Linked DNA regions of Oryzias latipes: region 1 is linked to region 2. Evidence: chromatin contacts called from public Hi-C data. All regions are on one chromosome and are shown on one strand. Each heading gives the region's core, a stretch centred on a gene start, on an enhancer-like site or on the middle of the called end of the contact. The rest is flanking DNA. Distances are from core to core; before and after follow the strand shown. Region 1 overlaps LOC101169428 (E3 SUMO-protein ligase PIAS1). Region 2 has its middle 31 kb from the start of kif23.

Region 1 (4,983 bases), core at 238-2,737, 420 kb before region 2:
AGGCCTAAAGCGAGCCAACAACAGCATAGAGAGGCTCTTTTTATGTTATAGGACAGGTGGCTGCAAACTTTAAGGCTTAAACAGCCATTTAGTCCGGTTTCTTACAGACCAAAACCCAGTGGGAGCCTCAAAGTACGGGTGGGTTGATAAAATCGATCAATCGATCTGAATCGATCCAGGGTTAATAGATCAATAATCGATCCATAAAAATAGAGAATGGTCTTATATGCCTTTACTTTTCCGGTGACCTAACGCATAACAGCAGTAAAGCCAACTTCTGCTAGCTTGATGCTAACACATAATGGAATTTCCCATAGGACGGCTAATGCTAATGCTTGGTCGACTTGAACAGACATTGCTGACTAACTGAGCAGCTTTATTTACTCACAGGCATGAATTTTCCAAAGTCTTTGAAGGAAACTTTTTTTTTTTAAAGTAACCTTTGCTCAAATCTTCTGGAATAAAGTGCAATGCTATAGCACGAGCTCCGCCTAGTGGCCAAACCTCCATGTAACACTCATCTGTTCATTATTTCACTAAGGCGTTCTTGTTGAACTTTGACCAATTAGGGACTTGGATTGGGTAGTGATCTATGAATAGCGTCCTTTTCAAACATTGGAAGTGCCGGCCGTTTGAAATTGATCATGGAGGAGAAATGAATAATTGCGGTTTGTGCCCAGTCAGAATGATGTGACACCAGGTCTTTTATAGACTACAATAGAGCTGTGAAAGAAAAAGTCTGGAGAAAGATTGACCAGATTTGCACCTCTTTGACACTTCACACCAAGCCTCCTTCTACTCTGAGTACATGCGTTTTATCGGGTAGTGACAGTCCAGTTTGAACACTGAAAGTGTGTTCAAGAACCCGTGTTCATCGCGTTCTTTAACACACTTGACGTGCCCGGTGTGTACGTAGCTTTAGGTGAATAAAGTTCAGACTTAAACCATGCGTTTCATGTTGACGTCTTCATCTGTGCTGAGCGACCTCACCCACTTGTGGCTTGTCCTCCTCCCCGCAGCATTACAACATGGTTATGGCAACAGCAGCCGCGGCCTCGGCCTCAGATGACCACGAGCTGCTCTTCAACCGCTTCCTGCCCTACAACTCCTCCTCCTCCGCCACCCAGCTGTACCTCAACCAATCAGGAGCGTCCCCCGCCGCCTCGCTAACGGCACCCAGCAACGGGGCGAGCAGCTCTGGCAGCAGCAGTAGCCTGGTCTCGTCCAGCAGCCTCCGGGACACTCACTCCACGCACTCGTCCTCCCTCACGGGCTCACACTCCTCACACACACACCCCGGGGTGGTGGCCAGCCGGAGCGGCACTGACGCAGTGGCAGCTATTTACAGTGGGATACCTGACGTTATATCGCTGGACTGACCCCAGAGGGGTAAAAGCAAGAGTCTGGGCCCCAGCTTCAATGCAGTAACCAACCCATTCACAAGCTGACTGCAGAAACTAGACTGACCCCCAACAGAGCAGACCGATGGGTGGGCTCATGCCAGGACTCAGCTGCTTAAAGGGAGGGCACAAGTTCTGAAACAGGATGTTGTCACTTTAAGAGGTCAGCTGTGGACGGAGTGTTGATGCAGCTGCTGCAGGTCAGAAACGCATGAACTCCTGATTTCTGTTGTTCTGCAGCCAGCCCGGCACAAACGGCAAAGATGCTACCTGAGAAAACGAAACACCACGTTGGAAGTTTTTTAAACAAAAAGGAATGGGAAAGGTGTGGCACCATGTACAAAGAACAAAATCTATTTTCCTCTTTTACTTTTGTATGTTCAACCCGAACACGGTCGGTGTAGTGAGCTGCTTGGATCTCCGTTTGGAAGTGGAGGAATGAAGAGTCTCTTCCTCGGCTGGAGCTTATAGAAACGCCTGTTGCCATGTTTTTGTCCTTTTCTCCGACGTGAACTTCCATTCTCTTTTCCAAACTCTTTTTTTTTTTTCCTTCAGACAATAACTTTACAGTTTTATGGTGTGATTTTGTGTTCCTTTTAAATTATGTATGATATTTAAACAGTTATATATGCATTCCCTTTGACCTTCAGGTTAACGCTGCGGGAGTGTGCGGGTGCAAGCTAGCCTTTTCTAGTGTGTCATTGGAACTCCTCTGCCAGCAGAAAGCATTTAGAGACTATTTATACTTGCCAGTTTAGATCTTTGAGCTGGGAGGGTTGTTTTTTGTTGTTGTTTCTTTTGCACAATGCCAAAAACAAAACAAAAAAACAGTAGGTACTTAGGAAAAGGATCCCAGTGGTGGGAGTGCAGTCGCATCAACGTGCCAGTGTTTGTAGTGGGTCTCGGTGTGTTCCTGGTGGGACGCTCTGTCCCCTTCTGTCTCGGCTCCTTAGCTGACTGTTAAAGCAGGAATTCCAGTGAAGCTGTTGTAGCAGCGTCAGACCTTTTAAAAGCACGGGCGGCGCGACGGCATGTGACCAAGTTCATACTAGTGCCTGTCCATGTGCGTGTCTGTTTGGGAAATGTCATTTTATCGTCTTAAATGCTTGGCCCCCCGACCTCTACAGCCCAGGTTTTTCCCCCCACACACACACTGTAGGAGAAGCACGCCGCTCAGTGGCTGCCAGCATGCAGGCCTGTTTTTCCAAAAGGCACGTCCCGCCTCAAAGCGAGGAGCGCCTCCGACTCCCAGGTTTCATGAATGTATCGTGCTTGGGTTTATAGTCAAAGGGAACTGTGTTGCATCTTCCATGTGTCCTTGAACGGCCCACCCGCTGCTATCATCTGGCCCCTCCATGTGCCAGTCCCTTCCAGAAACCTGCAGCACACTCCACTGCCCAATTATCACATCCGCGATGGCTTAATCACTTCTGACAGCAGCTCCCCCCCCGTCCCGTTCACCCCCCACCTCCCAAACACTCTTTCTTCCGTTAGTAAGTTTATTATTCCCTCTTGGGAGCCAGCTCCATCTCACTCCATCCTCCGCCACAAAGAAGTAAGGTATTTCCAGTTCTGTACAGTATTGTATTTATTTTTGTGTGTCTGTATGACTTTGTTGAGTCGCTGTCATTTGGGAGCTTTGGACTTTCATGTTATTTGAATGATTTCTTCAGGACTTTCGAGGAAGCTGTTGCCTTCGGATCCAAAAAAACCCCCCAGAACTTCAGAGCTTCCCTGTAGGCCTCAAAGAAATTACTCCTCAACGTTGACGTTCCTTCGTAGGTTTGACGATGTCTTAGGAGCTTCGGAACACAGAGAGCGATGCAGATCTGTGCTGTTAGCAGATGTTGCTGACATCATCTTTAGGCAACCTGCTGGGGGTATCGGCTCTGCTCTCGCTCTCTGCCGATGAACGTCAGCTTTCATCCTGAGTTTCAGCACAAAAACAGTCCTGATCAAAATCTTTAAACCAGTTAAGAGAATGCAAGAATTTGCATTCTTACCAGCTGGACCTTGACAAGATTCTAAATAGAGCTTCAAAACTAAAAAAAACAAAAAAGAATAAAAAAGGAGCAAGAAGACAAATATGTTTTAGATAAGATAAGCCTTTATTGTCACTGTCCACATTGATCAGCTGCCATTTAAATGAACTGGGCTGTTCATCAGCTGATCAAAAGTTTGAGCCCACAAACTTTAAGAACCAGAAGTTTTACCAAAATTAACATTTGACATAGGATTTTCTAATAAGTAATCATCCTGTTTAGGTCTCTTGATGGCAAAGGCAGAAAAGCTTCATTTCTGTGAATCTTGCAGGATCGTTGAGCTGCATAAACACGGCCTCTCACCACCAACCTTCGCTGCTGAGGTTGGACGCAGTGAAACAATAGTTTTGAGTTTTTCAAAAGATTCTGAGGGTTACTGAACAAAAAAGTCAAGTGGCAGACCCCAAAAATAAATGACTGGCACTGATGTGAGGATCCAATGGGCTGTTCACCAAGACACGTGACGGTCCTCGACCCAAATTAAAGCCATCACTGGTGCCGACTGTTGCCAGGTAACGATCAGACCGCTCCTGCAGGAGGAGGGCTTCAAACACAAGCAGCGTCTTCAAAGCCACAAAACTACCTGGTTGGACTTTGCAAGGGAAACACCAAGTTCTCTTCTCTGATGAGATCAAATGTAACCTTTACGGTCCTGATGGCTTCCACCATTACTGTCATGACCAAGAGATCCCACCTGAAATGTTTTCTAGTGGAGGAGGAACCATCATGGTATGGGGTGCGTTTGCTTCACTGGAACAATGTTGTGTAAGGGGGTCAAACCACAGCTGGCTATGTGGAGATGTTGCAGGGGGGGGCATGCCTCGTGCCTGAGGCCTCTCGTCTGTGTGGTGATGACTGCGTCACTCTATTGGACAGTTCTAAATATTCTCCTGATTTAGATCCAATTGAGAACATTTGGCGACGTTTACAAAATTGGAAATCAGTTCCAGTGGAAGCCTTCATGAAGCCCTCTTCCCCATCTTTGAGGACCTAACAGAGTTTTTTTCTCTAAACATTTGATCAGCTGATAAACAGCCCATTTCAGTTAACTTGTTGTTTCAATTCTATTGTCTGCTTAGTGTTTGGCCTCTTGCTCCCATCGCTTACTTACGCGTTTTGAAGCTCTACTTAGAACCTGGTTCAAATCCAGCCATGCAAAATGCAAATTCATGCAATTCCTTAATTGGTCTTGAGATTTTGATCAGGACTGTAATACTAATAGCAGCAGAACCGATCGCTTTGGACGCCACTATAAATAAAAATGTAAAAAGTGATTATACAGGTTTAAATATTTAGCTTTTAACAGATTTGATTGAAAGAAAAATGTAAAATGTTTGATTTTAAACTTGGCCCGCCCCACAAAACTTCAATTGACCTGATTTTATAGGAACGGTTTCCTTTTTCCAGCTGCAGATCTCTTCATTTTCCTCCAGACACGTTCAGAGATGTTCCTGTCAGGTCCGCTTGGACTCAAAGTGTGAAGCTGTGGTTGAGGAAGCATGAAAAGTCCTCGCCGTTCAGACCCTAGCCCCACCCAGAGC
Region 2 (5,070 bases), core at 979-3,478:
GCAAGTTTATTTGTATAGCACAATTCATACACAAAGTAATTCAAGGTGCTTCCCAAAACAGAAAAATGCATTAAAATCACAATACATCATAGAAATAATCAACATAAAATTTACTTTAAAAGAAAAGAAAAAAAAATTTTTGAAAACTGATTTAAAAATAAAGGATTTTTTTTAAGCTACATTCACACACAGTGTGTAGAGTTAAAGCAAGCATCACTTTGACTTACAAAACTCTTCTTTTTAAAAATGATGAAAATTGTGTTTTTGGTGTTTTTAACATGTTCTTCGTGTATTGCCCTTGTGTAAAGAAATGTAAAGAAAATGCATTTCTGCATATTACGTCATTCAAATCATTGTAAATCAGGAGCAATTTAAAAAATGTTGTTTAAATAAACTTCTGTATGTTACGTACAATCTACTATTAGCGGGTCACAAGCTCCCTGGTCTGCTTCATTTCGATGCATTCACCTGTAAACTACTACCGTATTTTCCGGACTATAAGTCGCTCTTATTTTAATAGTTTGGCAAGGGGTGCGACCTATACTCCGCAGCGACTTATATTAGAACTAAATTGAAATAAATACATTGTTAACCCTCCTGTTATGTTCATTTGTGAGGAACAGAGATGATGTTCCTGGGTCAATTTGATGTATGAGGTATGTTAAGTGTTAAGAGTATGTTAAGTGACTCAGAGAATCAGCAAACTTTTTTTTACAGTAAGATCTTGAAGGCTAACAACATTATATTCTATTTTCCAATGATTTCATAGATTCAGAAATGCAATAAAAGTGAAAACTGTTTCAACAAATACAGGATGAAAACAGAGTATTAGTTGGCCAATGATGCTTCATGAAAAGAATAAAAAAATAAGTTTGAGAAAAAATTACTGTGAAATTATTAGTCTGCTATGATTGTGTCATATAAGGTTGTGAAAGTTAAAATGCGACTTATAGTCCAGTGCGACTTATCTGTGTTTTTTTCTACTTTATAATGCATTTTTGGGCTGGTGCGACTTATACTCCGGTGCGACTTATAGTCCGGAAAATACGGATAAATCAAATCGAATAGAAGAGAACTTTATTGATCCCACAAAGGGAAACGTACCTTGTTACCAGAGCTCTGGTGAAAACAGCAGATAGATAATAAATAATAAATAACACTAAGATATACTCAGAAAATGAATTACATCAATACTTCTATTCCACTGTCTATTAAGTGTTGTAGAGTCTAATATCTGACAGGAAAAAAGATCTGTCAAAGCTCTCTTCCTGCAGTGAGTTGTTTAAGTCTCTGACTAAAGGAGTTCCTCAGTGTACTGAGAAGATGATGATGAAGAGGATCGTTCATGATGGATTCCAGTTTCCATAACGTCCCGCCCTCTCCCACACCAGAGTCACAGACTCTAGGGGACATCCCAGAACGGAGCCACATCTCCACACCAGTTTATGTATCCTCTTCCTGTTCCTGTCAGTGCATTTGCCCCCACAGCTCACACCGTAGAAGAGGGGAGATGCAACAACGGCATCATAAAAAACGTTGTTTTTTCTTTAAAGAGTCCTACAAACTCTGAAGCACCCCCGTCTCCTCAGCCTCCTCTGAGATCCCTGGTCGCTTCTCCTGCGTCATGTTGTTGTTGCCAAGCGACAAGAACTGATCGTGTAAACAATGCACCTGCAGACTACCTCAGACCCAGAAGGTGGTGAAAAACAGATTGAACAGGAGTGGCAGGCACGCCACTGCACTCACCACATGTAAAAAAAAACCAGGGTATTAATAAGCTAACACAGAGCGCTAACTGCCAGCTTACTGTGGCGCCCATCGGAAGATTGTGGGTTTTTTGTTTTATCTTGCAGTTTTGCAATCCCTCCAGTTCTGTAAATCAATGTTTAAAAGAGCCACTATGCAGAATAAGTGATTATACAATGAACTCACCAAGAAGAGCACTTCACACACTGTTCAGACAAATGAGTGTGATAAATGCTTGACCTTCATCAGAGTACCACCCATTACGTAGTTCTCCTAACAACCAGCAGCTAGAGTGTGATTTTTTTTCCCACTTTTAGTAAAGACAGAAGACTTTGGATGCGTGTCAAGCTTCTGACACATGTCTAAACAGGTTTATTAGTACAAACACTGAACAGATTTCCCCTGGCCTCTGTGTTTGAGGACTTTTGCAGAGGGAGCGGGTGTCATTCAGGAACCAGCTGCCACGCTCACAGTGACAGCTCATCAGAGCACAGCAGGTGATCATAATCAATCTCCTTCACTCGTCTATGGAAGCCGCTCAACTGTATTGATGCTGGCTGCCTTTCCTCTGAGAAATCTGTGACACAACACATGTTGGAGGAGGACTGCAAAAATCCTGAAGACTCCCATGTATTTGTCTTTTTCGTGTGAATTAAACCTGAGTGTTAATCTAATTAACAAAAGCTCAGGGTGTTTCTCAAACTTGTTTTTTTTTACCATCAGCATCTCCAGCTCTGAGTGATAGGCAATAACACTCATCATCGTGATGGACGCTCTCACTTTCCAAAGTCAATCTATTGACGATTACAATTATGCAGAGGGATTGAGCCCGTCCCTCCAGCTCCAGCGCCTGCTCCTGAAACATGCAGGTTCTCTAAATGAAACAATTAAGATAATTGATTGCACAGGCCCCATTAACAAAGCCTGCTTGAAGCTCAAAGCAGTAATTTGATTAATTCCTGTAATGGAAAAAGTCCTTGTTTCTCCATTGTTCCTTATGTTGCCTCATCTTTCCAGGTAACAGTCGTACTCTGAGAGCGGGGTCACGGGGCGGGCCGAGACTGCCATGTTGGCGTTGAAGCAGACTAAAGACTCTCTTGGGGTGAAATGTGTAATTCTGTGTGTTTTACTATAAGTTTCAGGGAGTTGGAACGAACACAAACAGCTGGGGGGGGGGGGGGGGGGGGGGAGCTATACTCAGTCAGGTGAACAGAACAAACCTTTATGGTTCCTGACCAAAACAAGGAGGCAGAAAATTCAAACCATTTTTGTCAGAATGAAGAATTTCTCAACTAGGAGTTTTTAACACACAAATGAAATAAGTTTGCACAAACAATTTTTACATTTAGGAATTAGTTAGATCAAGTGAATTAGGCACAATACTCATGTGCAGGACAATTTTGACTTGCACAGAATTTTTTTGCTATAGATAGATAGATAGATAGATAGATAGATAGATAGATAGATAGATAGATAGATAGATAGATAGATAGATAGATAGATAGATAGATAGATAGATAGATAGATAGATAGATAGATAGATAGATAGATAGATAGATAGATAGATAGATAGATAGATAGATAGATAGATAGATAGATAGATAGATAGATAGATAGATAGATGACTTTATTAATCCCACAATGGGGAAATTTCATTTATCTGTGGCAGCAACACGACATTCAGAAATAATCTATATAATATAACATCAATAATGGGTATTATAGGGCATCCCATACTATAAGGCCAACTGTCAGTGAAAGGTCAATTATCAAACGTATGCGCACGAATTGTAATCCTCATTAAGCAAGACCAAAGTGTCAGAGATCACTCTGTCTATCAGACTGACTCTAACTGCGCTTACGATAACTCCAGAATTTGTTTGTAACGTGTTACTCACATTAGAAGCATTACAGGTAATACAGGTAACTCCCAACATGTTAGTAAAACATAAAACACAGACTGATGTTTTATTTTACTTTTTTATAACAACTGTGCTATCCTAGGCACTTTGACATTGGGAGTTGGGTCATCTAGACCCACTAGACAGTGCTCTGAACCTTTTTTCTTCAATGATTTGTGATATTCAATGGTGTCCATGGATTACATTAAATCCTCTCCACCTTTATCCACCTTTGTCATGGTAGGGAGAACATGTCAATGGTCATCTTGACCCCATAGGATAGCACAAAGGTTAATCTGGGTTTACAATTTGTCCATTATTCATTCACTCCTCATCATAATTGGTGATAAGTTACTGATGTAGCCACAGCTGCCCTGGGGCAGCCTGACAGAGGCGTGGTTGCTAGTTCGCACCGACAGTCCGTTTGACCATCACCAAAACATTCACACAGCTACATTGGAGGCAGGGATAGGTGTCATACCCATGGACACAACAACAGTTGACTGGGGAGAGCAGGGATCGAACCCCTGACCCCTCAATCATTGGCCGACCTGCTCAACCGCCTGAGCCACTGCAACCCTTAAATGCTGATTTCAGCTAAAGGGTAACATCCATTTGTACCGACAAAGAGAAACAGTGGAAATCAAAATCCGTATCCAGGCAGGGAAAGCCGGTAGACTGAGCTGTGTGGGAGAGGTGCTTGTGTGGGCGTCAACAGGTCTTGTTCTCTGAGAGAAGAGCTACTGTTGGAGGGAGGTGAAGATGGTAGAGAACCTGAACCAAGCTTGCACCCTCTAAGGGCTGCTGTCTGTATCCTGTAGTTTAAATCTGGAGGTCGTAAAACACGATATATAAAAGATTTCCTGTGGTCAGTTGTCAATTATGTGGAAGTGAGTTTCTGTCAAAGCTGCAAGGATTTACTTCTGCTGTGCCAGCGTCAGGAGCACCGGAGGGATGCGGGCTGGCAGAAAAGCCAATGCCAGGGAGTATCAAAGGAACTGTCTCAACAGATCTCATACTCTGACGCTGACATCCCATCCAGGCCTGCATCACAGCTCCAGGGCCGGGAGGCCAGCATGAAGTCGAGGTTTTTAAAACAGAGATAGCAGAAAAGGCAAACTGGGAAACCAGATTGTGACTGATTTGAGACAAAACTGAGATTATTACAACTCTTGAGTCTCACAACAGTAGATCTAGGTGGAAGTTAACGACACCTTAAATATGTTCAATTTAATCCTATTCATTCCATTTTTGTAAAGCACCCATTCACTACTGAGGTTTTCTCAAGATGCCAAAGAACAATCTTAAATTAAAGAAAGTTTAATGAATTACAGTGGTTGTACTTGAAGTTATTCTTAATTATCTTACATTTTAAAATCTTAATTTCAGAAAGCAAGATTTTTTTACTGTATTTTGACCAAGG

Evidence for each region. A called contact is a pair of places that touch in the nucleus more often than the background predicts.
Region 1: a Hi-C map of embryo shows a contact between it and region 2, with 2.0 times the contacts expected there. The contact joins two enhancer-like sites. A contact is called at or near these places in 2 of 5 Hi-C or Micro-C datasets (embryo and fibroblasts).

The regions. Positions count from the first base shown.
Region 1 is chr3:12,426,080-12,431,062 of ASM223467v1, reverse strand. It overlaps LOC101169428 (E3 SUMO-protein ligase PIAS1), which reads left to right. Exons shown (of 13, transcript XM_023953063.1): 13 at 1,020-4,983. The coding sequence ends at 1,379. Among protein-coding and RNA genes, the nearest start is that of LOC101169183, 5.0 kb to the right of the region's middle. Within about 2 kb of position 1,487, at least 1 of the 8 cell types and tissues checked has an H3K27ac peak or open chromatin away from gene starts, as enhancers often do.
Region 2 is chr3:12,005,964-12,011,033 of ASM223467v1, reverse strand. No RefSeq gene overlaps it. Among protein-coding and RNA genes, the nearest start is that of kif23, 31 kb to the right of the region's middle. Within about 2 kb of position 2,228, at least 1 of the 8 cell types and tissues checked has an H3K27ac peak or open chromatin away from gene starts, as enhancers often do.